Linked DNA regions of Gossypium hirsutum: region 2 is linked to region 1. A link is a contact called in public Hi-C data. All regions are on one chromosome and are shown on one strand. Each heading gives the region's core, a stretch centred on a gene start, on an enhancer-like site or on the middle of the called end of the contact. The rest is flanking DNA. Distances are from core to core; before and after follow the strand shown. Region 1 has its middle 8.5 kb from the start of LOC107901275. Region 2 has its middle 58 kb from the start of LOC107901275.

The links. Hi-C and Micro-C count contacts between places; a contact is called where the count stands out from the background.
Region 2: a Hi-C map of leaf shows a contact between it and region 1, with 2.0 times the contacts expected there. The contact joins two enhancer-like sites. A contact is called at or near these places in 9 of 34 Hi-C or Micro-C datasets (callus, cotyledon, hypocotyl and 1 more).

What each region holds. Positions count from the first base shown.
Region 1 is chrD06:11,690,986-11,693,661 of Gossypium_hirsutum_v2.1, forward strand. No RefSeq gene overlaps it. Among protein-coding and RNA genes, the nearest start is that of LOC107901275, 8.5 kb to the left of the region's middle. Within about 2 kb of position 1,361, at least 4 of the 9 cell types and tissues checked have an H3K27ac peak or open chromatin away from gene starts, as enhancers often do. A contact at or near this core is called in leaf, where this site is marked.
Region 2 is chrD06:11,740,099-11,742,774 of Gossypium_hirsutum_v2.1, forward strand. No RefSeq gene overlaps it. Among protein-coding and RNA genes, the nearest start is that of LOC107901275, 58 kb to the left of the region's middle. Within about 2 kb of position 1,348, at least 7 of the 9 cell types and tissues checked have an H3K27ac peak or open chromatin away from gene starts, as enhancers often do. A contact at or near this core is called in leaf, where this site is marked.

The DNA of each region.
Region 1 (2,676 bases), core at 111-2,610:
GGGCTGTTATTATTTCGGGGTCGCCTAATGATTCCAGCTGATTCTCCTATCCGTTTACAGCTTATTCATGAGTTTCACGCATCTCCCATCGGTGGCCATTCGGGAATTACACGTACCTTTCATCGTCTTTCCTCAAATTTCTTTTGGACTTCTATGCGTCGGGATGTTAAGCAATATGTCAAAGAGTGCCAAATTTGTCAGCAAATGAAAGCCTCATCCTTGAGTCCTAATGGTTTGCTGCAGCCATTACCGATTCCTAATTTAGTTTTTGAGAGCATCTCTATGGATTTTATCACAGCATTACCTTCTTCCAAAGGCAAAACTGTTATCTTCGTTGTCATTGATAGATTATCCAAATATGGCCATTTCATCGGATTGCCCACTAATTTTACTAGCATTTCAGTGGCTGCTATTTTTGTTCAGGAGATTATTCGTTTCCATGGTGTACCAGTGGAGATTGTTTCGGACCGCGATCCTCGATTTCTCAGTGACTTTTGGAAAGAAATCCATCGTTTGCAGGGTACAACTCTGAGTATGAGCACTGCGTACCATCCACAATCTGACGGCCAAACTGAGGCATTGAATAAATGCGTTGAAATGTATCTTCGATGCTATACTTCGGATCACCCCTCGACTTGGACAAAAATGTTGCCATGGGCTGAATTTTGGTATAATACAGCTTATCAAACGGTTACCAAAATGACACCCTTTGAGGTTTTATATGGTCGTCCTCCTCCTACTGTTGCTCGTTATGTGCGAGATACTTCTGGTAATGCTTTGGTGGAAGCTCAGCTCGTGGAACGTGATCAAGTTCTTTGGGTGCTAAAGGAGAATTTACGGTAAGCACAAAATCGGATGAAGTTGCTAGCTGATAGGAGCCGTCGTGAGGTGACTTTTGTCAAGGGAGATTGGGTCTATGTCAAGCTCCAACCATTTCGCCAACATTCTTTTCGTTTGCAACGCCACCACAAGCTGAGTAGACGTTATTTTGGTCCTTATAAGGTAATTGGCCGTGTTGGTGAGGTTGCTTACAAATTGGAGCTGCTGGAATCCGTGCATATCCATCCTGTATTTCATGTTTCCTTGCTCAAGAAATGCCTCGGCCAGCCAGATCAACAGGTAACACCCCTCCACCTCACTGATTCTACTTCTGCCCTTATATTGCAACCAACTGCTATACTAGAGAAGAGGTCTATTCAGCGGGCTAATTCATTGATTGAGCAATGGCTGGTATAATAGGACGGATCATCTACTGATGAAGCAACTTGGGAAGATAAGGCTCACATGTGAAGTTATTTCCTGATCTCAACCTTGAGGACAATGTATGTCTCGATGTGGGGGGTAATGTTGTGAACGACCCACCAAGCCAGTAGAAGGCTACTGGAATAGCCACTACACAAGCTACTAGAGGGAGCACTCGGCCCAGAATGGCTCCCAAATGGCTGAAGGATTTTGTCAAGTGACACCTCAGCTGGTTGCACGTGGAAGGAAATAACGGTTCACACTTCTCTCATGTAGCTATCCTTGTTTTAAGGAGGAAAAAATACCTGAAAATGTCATGATTGCAGCAATATGTTTTATGTTCTTTTCTCATCCCATAAATCTGTAACTTTCTTCTCTCATCTCTTTTCTGCAATTTTTCCTTGTAATTCGTTATAATTCCATCAAATACCAGTCCATTTTCTTCCCAAAATTACTGTTATATTAGTATTTTTATTCCTTATATTGTGAGAACGTAACAGCTCATATAACTATTTGAAAGTTTTCGTTTAATTCATTAAACTATTCAATTATTTTTATTTAAGTCACTCAGTTGTTAAGTTTTTTCTTTTAAAAAAAAGTTTCGTTAGCGAGCTCCAAGCGACGATTCGACTACCGGTATGGTGGGTCAGTACCCGTCAACGAGTGGTAGAACATACCTTAGATCCAAGTCCTTTTGGTGGTCAATGTCGAAGATCGGAGAAAAAACTATTTGAATTTTGGTTCGTAGATTCGTGACGTCCAAAGTTGTTTCATTGAAAAAATTGAACTACAGAATAAAAAGAGAAAGAGAGCTTTTGATTGGTGAAAGCAATGTAAGCAAAGAAAGCTATACAACATTGATTTTAACAGCCCAATGACTTAAATAAAAACTTTTGAATAGTTCAGTGACCAAATTGTGACTTTTTTAGTTAAATGACCAAAACGAAAAACTTACCCATACTTTACTAACTAATGACGTAGTTTACCCAAAATTTTAACTTCGCCCTCCACAAGGAATTGGATTCTTGAGCATATGCTCAGGAGCAGAACTAGGCCCCTGCCAACCAACCCCCTTAAAAAAATGGAATTTCCCTTTTATCCCCTTTATAATTCATAAAATTTTAAATTAGTAATGGTAAAATTACATTTTGACTCTTAAAATGATAAAAATTTGATTTAATCTTTTAAAAGTTGTAAAGTGATGTGCTATCAAAATTGTGAAATTACATTTTTACTAATATAAAAATATACAACTTAGTTTCAGTGCCCTGAAAATATTTTTTTGACTTCGCGTCCGCACATGCTTTATCACTTGATTAAATAACAAAATTAGTAGTTTGCCTTAGCAATATAATAATCCATTAATTAGATACTAATTTTTAAAAATGGAAAATGTAACAGCCCAATTTTTAGTAGTGTCAGAACAGTGATTTG
Region 2 (2,676 bases), core at 98-2,597, 49 kb after region 1:
TATAGATCAGTTAAACCAAACTGTAAAAAACGGTTGAACCGGTTGAATCGGTTTTCTCTATTTTTAAAAATTTTTATTTTTAATAATTTTTAAATAGATATATATAAAGAAATTTTTTTTTGTTTTTTTACTACATGGCTATTTTTAATTGATTATCTTTTTTAATAAACTTAACAATTTGAATAATGATTTAACTAACAAAGATGCTAACTTGAGGAAAAAAATTAGTTTCGGTATCACTTATGACAAAAAATATTTAGGTACCAAAATGAGAAAACAACATAGTTTAAGTATTAATTTGTGGGTTAAAATATTTCTTAAAATAAACTTAACTATTTGACTAATGGAGGTACCAATTTGGGGGGAAAGTAGTTTAGATACCATTTATGATAAAAAAGAAAGTACCAAGATGTAAAAAAATGACATAATTTAAGTACCAATTTAAAAGTTAAGCGAATAAAAAATTATCATATTCATTGTGCATAAATTTAGATTTTATCAGCAAACTAATGAAGTTATTAATGATTTTAATTATGAGAAAAAATTGAAATTATAAAATTGTTAAAATGTGTTGTTGTCCTTGTACTTGTATAGAATTTGAGATTTGGTCTATGTATTTTAAAAGTTAAAAATTCAACCCTCTTACGTTTTCAGTTATAAAATATTAGTCCAATCATTATCGTTGTTGGTAATTTCTATAAAAATTTATTAAATTAACATGTTTATTTTATGCCAATCATATGCCTTAGCCTAATAAAAATCTAAATTAACAAATTTTGATAAATAAAAAAAACTTACAATTTTAATTACTAAACTGAGATTTTTAAATAAAAAAGTTAAAAGAAGTCAATTTTTAACTTTTTAAATACAAAGATTAAATCTCAAGTATTGTGAAAGTATAGGGACCTAATAAGAAATTTTAATCTTATAAATCACATTACAGCCATTATTTGTAAGTAACATACAGTTGGTAATCGAGGTTTGAAACCCAAGACAAGTTACCGACTCTACAATCCAAGTTCGTATTAAGATTTATGGAGGTAATTAAATTTTAAAAATTTTGAGACATTTAATAAAAAATTTCAAATATTAAATAAGAATTTTGGTTTGCCACTACAACACTCAATTAATTGGAAACATTATCATTAAACAAAAGCAGTGTATAAAACAAATTACTTTGTAGTGTGTTTACAGAAGAGCACATGGGACAGGATGAAGCAACAAGGAGAGGCGGAGGAACCGCTTTTTGAGGCTGTGAACGACAGTTACGCTGTCACTGTCTACAATGACTCGAATATCCTGCAAAAGGCAGAGTTGAGAAGAGCGGTGTGGGGCGCTGAAAGAATCAAACAACTGACCAATTAAACATGACTGTCGGCACAACCTTGGTCACCGCACGTGCAAATTCTACTGAACCCATCACCCTCCTCCGTTCACTGTGCTGCCGGCGGTGTCCCGAAAGTGTCCCATATGGTTTGCTTTTTTGTATTTTCAAGATCTGCGGCTGTCTTGTCTGGACGACTCGTTCTGGGTATTCATTATCTGGGGTCTAAAAGCTGCAGAACAAAATTGGGCTTTTAATGGAAAGTTGCTTCTTTGAATTTTCTTCAATCATTCATGTCTTTTTTTAGAGCAAAATAATGTAGTAATAGTAGTAGTAGGTCCTGTTTTAGAACCTTAAGTTTGACTAAAAATCAATAATTACCTGCTTTTTGTTTTCTTTTTACTTAAGAATTTTGAGTAACGATGGATTGAGTATTGGTATTATTGTCCATATATGAAATATAATATCCTCCTATTTATGTTTTGGGAGGGGCTATAAGTAATTTTAAGTATTATATAAAAAAATAAAAATTTGAGAATTTAGGGACATCTCCCGCTACGCCTGAATTTCTCTAATTGGAGTTGTTTATGTGCACTCTACTTCATTACTGATTTCTCAATTTTGTAAAACAATCATTAAATGTGACAAAAATACAATAACATCTTAAATTTAAAAAGTAATTTTATATTTAAATTATCTATAATTACAAAAATTAATTTAAATATATTAGAGAATTTTAAATTTATGAGTAATTTCAAGAGCTCAATTTTTCTTTTTAAATTTCACCTAAAATTTTCAAAATTTATCATAACCTTATTTAATTTAACGCACATGGTCAAAATATTTTCAAAAAGTAATTTTATTCAATTCTAATATATATTATTTTTTTATTTTATTAAAATATTTATAATTTTTTAAAAATATGATAATATTCGTATTGAATATTTTTTTCTTTTATAATTAGTTTGTAATTTGTAAAATTTCAATAACATAATTTTTTAAAATTAATTAATTATCCAAACAAAAGAACTATAAATACTAATACATTAATATTTTAAAAATGTTAAATTTTTTTATTTAAACATACTATAAAAGTAATTTAGAAAATCCATATTTTGAGAGCACAGAAGCACTAACACGTGGAAATTGATTCATGATTAGTAGATATCTATGATTAAACTCAAAATGCAATGAAAGCGCCATTTCTCCTTTTTAATTGCTTTCTAATTACTTCGAATTTTGCTTTCTAAAAGTTGATAACTGCACTATCTCATACTCATCATCATTATTAGATTCACACAAAATAATATGTAAAATATATATATTTACCTATTAATATATATTATATAAAT